Linked DNA regions of Gossypium hirsutum: regions 1 and 3 are each linked to region 2. The links are chromatin contacts, called in public Hi-C maps. All regions are on one chromosome and are shown on one strand. Each heading gives the region's core, a stretch centred on a gene start, on an enhancer-like site or on the middle of the called end of the contact. The rest is flanking DNA. Distances are from core to core; before and after follow the strand shown.

What was found. A called contact is a pair of places that touch in the nucleus more often than the background predicts.
Region 1: a Hi-C map of leaf shows a contact between it and region 2, with 2.1 times the contacts expected there. The contact joins the promoter of LOC107955340 here to the promoter of LOC107962347 in region 2. A contact is called at or near these places in 11 of 34 Hi-C or Micro-C datasets (callus, leaf, petal and 1 more).
Region 3: a contact with region 2 is called in a Hi-C map of leaf, with 2.1 times the contacts expected there. The contact joins the enhancer-like site here to the promoter of LOC107962347 in region 2. A contact is called at or near these places in 5 of 34 Hi-C or Micro-C datasets (all in leaf).

The regions. Positions count from the first base shown.
Region 1 is chrD06:62,565,065-62,568,667 of Gossypium_hirsutum_v2.1, reverse strand. LOC107955340 (protein ENDOPLASMIC RETICULUM-ARRESTED PEN3) reads left to right here and starts at 2,149. Exons shown (of 1, transcript XM_016891090.2): 1 at 2,149-3,603. The coding sequence starts at 2,428. LOC121218622 (protein ELC-like) reads left to right here. Exons shown (of 2, transcript XM_041096117.1): 1 at 1-85; 2 at 1,566-1,698. The coding sequence ends at 32.
Region 2 is chrD06:62,803,761-62,807,318 of Gossypium_hirsutum_v2.1, reverse strand. LOC107962347 (3'-5' exoribonuclease 1) reads left to right here and starts at 1,262. Exons shown (of 5, transcript XM_016898689.2): 1 at 1,262-1,325; 2 at 1,416-1,500. The coding sequence starts at 1,479. LOC107962348 (hydroxyproline O-arabinosyltransferase RDN2) reads left to right here. Exons shown (of 9, transcript XM_016898692.2): 9 at 1-25.
Region 3 is chrD06:62,646,433-62,650,045 of Gossypium_hirsutum_v2.1, reverse strand. No RefSeq gene overlaps it. Among protein-coding and RNA genes, the nearest start is that of LOC121218624, 14 kb to the left of the region's middle. Within about 2 kb of position 2,060, at least 3 of the 9 cell types and tissues checked have an H3K27ac peak or open chromatin away from gene starts, as enhancers often do. A contact at or near this core is called in leaf, where this site is marked.

The sequences.
Region 1 (3,603 bases), core at 900-3,399, 240 kb after region 2:
TGGCTGCTAGAATATCGCATTTCGTTTCATGACTGGTTATTGTTCTGTTTCAGATTTGTCTATATAAAGGATCATGCAATTCGAGGTTAGCTTCTAGTTAAGATTTGATATTATCATGATATAGTTGCATTGCTCATTTACATATCGATATGTATTATTCGTACAGGATGAAATGGTATAATAATGTGAATAATGTGCTCATGTAATTGATATGTTGACACTCAGTTTTGGGCTTTCTCTTTTTATAATGAATTCGGGTTCTTTAGCTTTAACTCAGCTTTAACTCAGGTTCCATTTTTGAGGAAAACTGAAATAGAGTTGTTTACATGTAATATTCAGGTTGCACCTTTATTTCAAAGGCCTAACGAGCGAAGGATTAACTTCGTACAGGTCTAATAATGACTACAATAGGTTTTATCTGTTCTTTTCTCCTCATCCCTTGACCTGATTGTCATGTAAATGGATGGATCCCTTATTTAATTGTCACTGGTTGTTTACTTTGTCTCGGCTGACTGGCATATTCTATGAACTATCAGTTTCATGATGTATTAGTTTTATGGCTAAACTTTCAACCACTTATTCACCCCCATTTTTGTGAGGTTTATGAGATAACCATTAATTTCATTTCCTAGGCATCATTTTTAAAACCTTAAAGACTTCGAGGTCTCTTGCTTTAAGGTTTTTTTTCCCTTTTTAATTTATCTCTTGTACTTGAAGAATCACTTCATGGTTATCAAGTAGTAGTTTCCATATTAATTCTCTGGTGTAATATCTTGTCTCTAGCTTGCTTGTCATCTTGTTCCTTAATATATATATTATAAATTTGGCAACACTACTATAGAAAGTGAGATATAAAAAATATATTTCAATCAGCTTGTTTTCTCTTCTACAAATGTTAAATTTTTTGTCATGGTAGTCGAGAAATAATGTACTAAACCGAGCGTAAATATTTTCTTATATTGGCTTTTGTCTTGGAACTTCGCATGTGAAATTACTGTTCTCTTGCTATGTTTAAATTTTGAATAGAACTTGCAAATCTGCTTCTTACCCTACTTGTTGGAGAAATTAATTAGGAGTTTTGGCTGCCATAATTGAGATGAATCCAGTGTGTTGTTTTGATGGATCCATATTGTGGTTGTTTATTATTCCTTATACTGGTTGGTATCAAGTATGGGAGAATTTTTACTCTAATGGTTGAGGTACACTAACATGTGCTATAATTTTTTAGCAATATGATGTTATTCATAGATCAACTTATGTGGTAAATCATGGTCAGGGTAGTTGGTTATCATTTTGTTTGGAATCTGAAACTATTAGGAGCTCCATATGCTTTTCTCAGCCATGAGCTTTTTTTTTTCCGTCTTTGGTGTTCCTCTAAATACAATCATACATATGGAAAATGATTGCTTTACTTATTTGGTGATGATATGGTTTGGTTACTTTTCATTTATACCGGAGGTTGATTTTCCAGGTCTGAAGTTGTTTGTTCTCGTCACCAAGATTTTTTGTTTCCGATTCTTTGATTTTCTTGTGTTCGAACACTCATGTCTCCGATGCATATTCAGGCATAGATATGGAAATATGAGACTTCCTCGAAGAACATAGTTGATTATGTTTCATTGCTGGGAGATGTTGCCAAGTCTATTGATTTTGAAGTATAAAGCTTGCATTTAAGGGTGTTCTCTAACTGCATTTAAGAATGTTATAGCTTGTGTTGCACCGTCGAAATCCATATCCCTTGTATCGTTCCAATCATGTATGCATACGAGGTTTCAACTTGTGAGCAGAAAATCAAATCGACCCTAATACATTTACATAGTATTTGAACGAAATCTATATGAGGGTTTTCTCGGTCAGCCTTATTTGAGATGTCTTGTCGAGGGATCATTGATCACATACACTACGGTGTGTCATTGAAAGCTGTGGGGAAGCTTAGATGAGCTACTTCAATGGCGGATGGGATTTTCCCACTAGTGTGGTGAAAAAAGAAGTGAAGCTTTGTAATTTTGTGAGCTGGTGGAATGCATGTTAAGCTCTTTGAGTGGTACCGATGGCGATATATGTTACTATGAGATTGCAAACTAAAATAACATAAATCAACGTTAATCGTTTCATGGTAAGCTTACAAATCGAATCATGAAGCATACTATTTATCTATGATCGATTCTCCATCCAATCCTTCAAGTTAATGAAAAGCTTTAATCCTTCAATTATGCCGAGCGGTGTGGTGGAAGAAACGTTAAACATTTGCTTATAGACTGTTCGATGAAATGTTTGAGAGAAATGTAACAGTGTTGAAGTCGATGATTTCGGGGAGGTTCCCTACTTTTTCATATTTTATATTTAACCCAAAGCGTCGACTTTAAAGCTTACAGACAAAGCTGTGGTTTCTTAAAGGGGATCTCAAAGCTCTAATCATTGAATTATATGACTTCAATGGCTGCCCAAATTTCCAATCCAACCACTCCTGGCCGCCGCATAAAGCTCAATGTCGGGGGCAAGTTTTTTGAAACTACCCTCTCCACCCTCCAGTCCGCCGGTCCTGATTCCCTCCTTGCTGCCCTTTCCAACCGAGCTGCCTATAACCCTATCTTCATTGACCGGGATCCTGAAATCTTTTCCGTCCTTCTCTCCCTCCTCCGCTCTAACCGCCTCCCTTCCGCCGCCCTCCGCCGCTTCTCTATCCAGGAACTCGCCGAAGAGGCTCTTTATTACGGCGTGGAGTCCCGTCTCCGCTCTGCCTCTTTGCCCTCGCCGCTTCATGGCATAGACGCCGCCATCGTCGATACCATCCGCCCTGCCTCAGACGCTGTTCCTTCCACTTTCTCCGCCGGAGAAGATGGTTCACTTTGGATCGCTCACGGTGGTCAAATTTCAATATACGATTCCTACTTATCATACTCCACCGCCGTCCGTACGCATCTCGATGATATCACCTCGATTTGCCGGGTATGGCCAGAAATAGCCGCTGTCGGATCCGAATCCTCATCGGGTCTCCATATCTACGACCTCTCCAGCCGTCGCTACACCGGTTCAGTTCATTGGACTGACAAGGACGACCCACGGATATACAAAGCCCGAGTCTGCGCCATCGCTAACTCACCCGACTCGGTCTTCGTATCATTCGATTGTCCCCATAGAGAAAACAGCGTCCTCGTTATCGACAAATCAACGCTTCAGGTCTCATCAGAGTTGACTCGCCAATCAGGAAGCGCCGCCAAGAACACAGTCCCCGGAAAAGTGACGTGGCTACCGGAAACTGGTTTGGTTATCGGAAGTGCCGTCACATGTGGGGCATTTGGTTACTCGGGTTATATTAGGATATGGGACCCGAGAAGGAAGGAAGTGGTATGGGAAACTAACGAGCCAGGTTCGGGGCGGAGCAGCAGGTTCGGAGACTCATTCGCCGACGTCGGTGTTGATATTGACGATTCGGTACTCTTCAAGATATGTTCAAAATCTGGGGATTTGGCAATGGCAGATATTCGTAAACTAGGTGATGATCCTTGGGTATATATGGAAGATACAAATCCTAGCATGAGAGAAGCTAGCTATGGTGGGAATGAGGTTCATTTGCATTGCTATAAAAGGCAGGTATTCGTG
Region 2 (3,558 bases), core at 13-2,512:
TAAAACATGATGGAATTCCAGCTTCTACTCTTTACCCCTTTGATTCCATTAGCTTAGAATGGTCTTTGATGGATTGGATTCTGGGCTTTCTCATAAACTTCATAACTGGCCCGGAAATACTATGAATAAATTTTTTTTTTCAATAAATTCTAATACCTATCCCAAACCTAGATCTTTAACCCAACAAATAATGTTCTGGAAATTTTTTAAGACACCAAAATAAAACATGAAAGACAAAAAAAGAAAGCGATAACATATCAGGTGTTTGAGTAAATGAAATAATTACAAATAAGAGGAAAAACTTCTATTTGTAGTTGAACTCTCCTGATCCAACGGTTTAGTTTAAAATAATCAGCGACTAAAATTGTCTACAGATTGAGATTCTTGAGGGATTTTTCAAGAACCTCTAAGGTTATAAAATGTTCATTCTTGTAAACTATAAGTTTCTTGTAAACTAATATTTTAAACCATAAAAAATTATACAATAATATAAATATGGGAAGCAAAGAGAAATCAAAACGCAACAACAGGATGCAAAATGAATTAATTGTTAAATTTTAATTTGATAAAAATAAAAAGAATAAATAAATTAATTATATTAATCAAATACAGAAATGAGTTACAAATAATTAAATCCAAATATTAATTAAGAGGATAGACCCATGGTTTAAAGGTAAAATTGGTATTTCTTCGAGAATCTTTACATTATTAAGGAAAAAAATTGTATTGAGATTACCCTTGTATTTTGAAAAATGAGATTATCATTTTAAAGTAAATGTTATTCCGAAATCTTACATTACCCCATTAATGGGAATCTAAATTTTTTTGATTAACTAAAAATTTAATTTCCAAGCAAATGAGTATCAAACGCAAGTCCCATAAAAAAATACAATCAGTACAAAACGAACAATATAGGTAGTACAAGATAAAGACTAGAGAGGCCCGAAACCCAAGAACAAATTTTACTACGTGACTTATTGTGACAATGTAAATTTATTATTGGTTAAATATAATTGATTAGAGTTCTACCTAGTTTTAATTATGTGATGGACTAATAGTAAAAATAAAAATAGACAACGCAATGACTAATTGTATTATCAATTTGAAGCTACTAATAACAATATAAAAGTAGAGAAAAATAAATCTAAAAGTTCAGTTTAGTAAAAGGACTAATACCATAATTTAGCGTTTTTTAACCAGTGCAGCAGGCAGCCCACGACCCGATTCGAAATCGAACCGGTTCGAACTCGGCCCATGTACAGATCAAATATACATAAACTTCTTTTCACCATTGTCTCTTTTTGCTCTCTCTAGCATCAGACAAGGTTAGTCTCTTCTCTACGCTTTTCTTTTTGTTCGAAATCGCTCCATTTTTTGGGTTCTTTTATTTATTTAGTATCATTTATTTTCTATAGGTGAGGGAAAAAAACAAGAGGATCTGATGTACTTGCCTGTGGATCTTAATTATAGACAAGATCATGATGGCCCTTGAAAATAAAGGTTATATTTTTATTTTTAAGAGTTCTTTTTTTTTTGAGTTTAAAGTTTGGAACTTTGATCTGCTTTGAGTTATGGGTTTCGGTTTTTTAGATTGACTATATATTTATATATATGTAAATTTTCTGTGGTGTTTTCATTAATGGGGTTTATAACAAATGTGATATTTTCAGCATTGTCTTGATGGGTTTTTTATTTGTATTTTTTAATCTAGTTCTTTTTATTGCTCTGGGTTGCTTCAGTTTTGAGTGTTATTTGAATAATTTAAATCGAATTTAGGATCCAATAGATGTCTGATATGTTTCACAGTCGACTGGTTTGAGATATGGCATTTTAAATTTGACGCTTTATTGAATTTCTGCACTGCCATTGATCATATATGTAATGCCGAATGCGATAAACTGAAAGTATTTATTATACTGTGTTGCCTAAGTAGTATTTTGGACACCTGTGATACCTTGTATTGGATAATGAAGAACTATTGAATAGCTTACTGGCTAAACTGTTTGATAAGGTTGGCATGTTTGATCCTAAAAGGGATGTATAAATTGAACCTCTTGTTTGTTTATTGGAATGATTGGAAGAGAATTATGTAAATGTTGCTGGTCAGATTTTTTTCTAAGCTGTCTTTTAAGCAAGCAGTGATTATGCAGACAAGCTTTAGGTGGCTTGTTGGATTATTTCTATATGTTTTGAAATATTTAGGCTTTTATACTCTTTTGAAGCTACTTTGACCCAATTCTTCCTTTTTCTCGTACCCGTATCAGATACATTTTAGACAGAGATATGGGGAGATGACTCTCCAAGGACCCTCTAAATACATAGAAAAAATCAGAAAAAAATAGCATATGCCCATGCTGGACGCATACTCGTATCTGACACTCACATGCTAGTTCGACTAACATAGTTTTTGTGGTACCCTATTTTGTTGCATAGCCTCATTGGCATACACATCCATCACAGTGGAGTTACTCTTTCTGTATTCAATGAGCTGCCTCTCGTGTTTAGATTCCCAAAAGGCTGTTGGAAACTCTTGGTGCCTGAAGTACTGATTGACTTAGATTTTATTGATCCTCTTTTAGCTTAGTTTCACTAGCAATCAAGTGTAAATTTAGGGTTGGTTCAATCGGTAGGTAGCTTTAGCATCTTATATGGCCTAGCTTTGACTCTTTACTTTTCCTGAATTACTTGTGTCCGACACTTATCTAGACATGGGTATGGGGATATGAGCTTGAAGGATCCTCTAAATGCATGGGGAAACTTAGAAAAAAAATTAACATGCCTGTGTCGGACACATTTTTATTGACACTCACACCCTAGTCCAAGTAGCATAGTCTAACTTGACTTATGCCCTCGTCCAAATGAATTGTGTAATTGATGTTTAATGTGCTTAAGATAATGTAAGTATTAAAGTTGAGCTAAACGAGAATAAGAGAAATAAAGCCGTGACATCATACTAGGTGTTCATGCCTCGCATAGTGCATCACTGGCATTGTGTTTCCTTCAAACTTTTCAATGATGTTTTGAAACGAGTCATTTGGAGGGTTATCAGAGATTTGTATGAACTGATGACTTTCATGATTTGCATCTGTTATCTTTTCTATTAGAATGCTTTGATATTTTAGTTTTGTATTAGCATTTAGGAAAGCAACTTCATTGTTGATCTTGGGGAAGTTATGGCAGCTTGAATATTGACCTTATGGAGATATTTTGGCATCTAAGGTCCTTTTATTGATATGCTTGGTCAATTACCGGCCACTTGAATTTCAGCCTGTGGAGATAGATGGAGGTGTTGACAGAGATATTGACCTTGCATCTTCTTAGCCATGTCTTTCACCTTAAAATTAGAAGTTTGATGGAGGAATATATGGGGTGGGATCCTTATCTTTGAGGGTCCTGAGTTTTATAGTTTCATTTTCATTTCTTTAATCCTATTTAGGCCACCATTTTCTTGCATATGGTTAAAGATATATGTTGGCTCCACTATGGGAGTGAAAGATGAAGGGGCACCGCTGAAGGTAGTAATGCTTGCTATGCCTATCAATCGAATATATGATATTA
Region 3 (3,613 bases), core at 811-3,310, 160 kb after region 2:
TGAAAATATATTTTAAATATTATATAATTATATTAAAATTTTATAAATATACAATACATCTTTATGTTGAATTATAAACTTAAAAATTTTAAAAACATTAGTTATGATTATTAAATAAATTTTAATGTAATTATTATATATGTATAATAAATATTTAAACTTAATAATTATTCAAATTTGCCAAACTTAAATTTAATTATTAAATAAAATATACAATGATGTAATATATTAATTTAATGATATGAAAATAAAATTAAGCCTAAAGAATTTATATATCGAATTTTTTAAATTTTTAGTTAATGAAAAATCAAATTTGTTCATACTTTGGATCTATTTAAGTGAAATATTTGGAAGAGAAATTTTATTTCGATTATTCCTTCGGCCAAGTTTATCTAAAATGGTGGTTTCCTCCTGATTTTATTTTCTTTAATACATATAGTTTCACTTAAAAAAAACTTAAACTTCAAAACATCATTTTTATTTAATTTTAATATATATTGTTTATATTTTATAATTATTATTTCCATATATTTTATTTTATTTTATATTTTTTTAACTCAAGAAATTCCAATAACCTATATATTGAATGAACTTTCCTAGAAGAAATAAGCCTACATGCATGCAATATGCAATTTTATTCATATATAATTTGATTAATGTGAACCCATCATTTTCTTCAAAAATAGAAGGAAAAGTAACGTCAATTACCAAGTAATTTTCGCTTGGGGAAAAATTGTAAACTATTTGTATAAGTAATTAATATGTAATTGTTTATTATTGATGATTTTCCCTTCTCCAAGAATTTGATTAGCCTTTGAACCCTATAAATACATTTACCTCTCATCTCTCTCATCATCCCCTTTGAAATATATAGAAATATGGAATGGTCGCCATTGCCAATAATGTTAGCTGTAATGTCAATTTTGCTGGATTATGAGTTTAGCTTTCATTATTGCTTGGTCAATTGATAATTGCATGCAAATAGAAAGAAAGCTAGACTCATAATTCAGTAAAATCGATATTAACTTGGCTTTCAATTATGGATGAGCAATTTTTTAAGTAAACCAACTAGATAAATCGGAATTGATTATAAACGATTAATTAATTAGTATCGGTTCATCCAGTTTTGGCTAATACAAGTTGTTACCTATTGCTAAAAGTATTATAATGTCGACTTTGTTGGATTATGAGTCATCGTTATTTAGTCAAATTAACCGTTGCTTATAAGTAAAAGGAAAACTAGACTGATAATTCAGCAAAGTCAACATTAACTTGGCTCTCAATTAGGGATCAATATATGTTGATTGATCATTGGCAAGTACAAGTTGTTGTATATTGCTAATAGCCCTTTTACGCCGACTTTGTTAGATTATGAGTCTAGTTTTTATCTCTTCATCAATTAATGATTGCATACAAATGAAAAGAACATTAAACTCATAATTCAACAAAGTCAACATTAAATTGGCTCTTAATTGAAGATTCATCATTAAAGAATACAAGTTGTTGTCTATTGCTAATAACCCTATATGTCAACTTTACTGGATTACGAGCTTAGATATTTTTTTTTTCTCATCATCTTTGCTTGGTTGATTGATGGTTGCCTGTAAATGAAGAGAAAGCTAGACTCATGATCTAGTAATTTAGTCAACATTAAATTGGGTTTCAATCAAGGGTAAGCATTCGTTAAGGTTGATATATGTAGATTATTTAGGATGGATTTTGGTATAATTAAATTCCAAATTTATCAATGTGACATGGAAATGTTTAATGTTTTTTTTCCTAAAACTTTCATTGTATTTAATAAATCTTTTAAGGATTATACTTTAAAATTTATAATTAGAGATATATCTAATTTGTGAATCAACCGATCTAACTCAATTCTTAAACTAACACTTTATCTAATTCTCGGTTTGACCAATTAATTCGATCCAAATCAAACATCACCAATTGTAGTTAATGTCATTACTAAATTCGCAGGCACATGGTCTTAGCTGCATATGTCGAAGCCCAATTGCCATACCACCCAAACCTATTCTCTAATGTAAAGCATCCATCCTTACAGATAACAGTCCTTCATCTCAACCATGATATTACGATTATTATATTAGCCCAAATAAAATAAGCCTAAGGCTCGAATAAGCGGGCTTGGACCCCAAAGAATTGTGGGGGCCTCAAAGTCCTTAACTTCTTTAATAGCAGGCTTTCCAATTATATGATTTCTTCTTCTTCTTTTTTTGAGTAAACACCAAAGAATTAGGCTTTATTGTTCTAGTAAAAACCAAATTGAGAGGGTAAACTCACGCGAATTAGAGCTGAGCCTAAATGGCCAATGTAATGTAAATTGGTGGATTTGCGCATGATATATTGCGGCGTCTGAGCCCTTTTGTTTTTTAAATTATTTTTTATTTAATTTTTTAGAGTTTAAGAAAAGTAAATTACATAATTACTAACACATATTTTGTCAAGCTAAAAATAGCTTAATCTATTGATAAATATTGATTCTATATTTATCCAAGTCTAGATTCATTAAATCATTTCAAACTATTTTTAGCTAAGTCAATTAACATACTTTTGGTATTTGTAGCCAATAGATGTCCTATAAATATCATGACTCACTTTCACTCTAAATGCACTTCAAGAACTATTTTCTTCTCCTCTCGCTCATCCTTTCCATCCTTAAGAGATTGTTGAGTATTTTTTTTCTATTGTGATCTATTATCGACTTTTGTTCTCGTTTTATAATAGAAGAGCTTTTGAAATCTTGGGGGATATGCTACAACGAAATATCCTTAAGGATAATGTCCAACACATCTTAATCTATTCAACTCGTATTCTTGGTTTGATAACTTGATGCAATATTTGTTAACAATCTTAAGGATATTTTTGTACTGAGATGTTATCCACACCGTATGTCATGTTCCCATAAACATACCATGTGCCTACTTTTACTATCGTCTTACTGCCCGTATCCCGATGCTATAAGTATTTATATTGTTTGAGATTCTTATGCATCACTAATATGTATAAAAAAAAGGGTGAGATCCAAGTATTTCTGAAATGCTAATTGATTTGATTTTGTAAAAAAAAGATCGCATGTAAAGTATGCTATTTCTATGATGAATTGTTTGCATGAAGCATGAATCCATGATTTTATGTATTATTATTGGAAGATTAGTGGGCCTTGAGTTAGAGTTTAATAAAATAATGTGAATTTACCTTAGACTTGGTTAATATTATATTTACTTTTAATATGGGTTGGGCCAAACCCAAGTTCTGAGACTAAGGTTGTAACACCCCTCGTTTGACCTAATCATCAGATTCGAGCTACGGAATGCTGCATTCGTTGTCGGAGCAACCACGACCAACCAGACAACATATAATCATTTATACATGCAAACAAGAGTTAATCACATTCAAAATTATATTAAACAATCAATCCTAAGTCTTAATCGAGCTTACAAAAGCTCTTTTATCAACCCAAGCATGAAATAGGACCAAATTGAAAAGTTTTAAAAGTAGGGCCGACATCATGATGTCAACTCTTCCACGTCATGGCATCGCCAAAATAGTATGTCAGTCAAGACTTTAGGCCACTCGACGTCGCGACGTCACT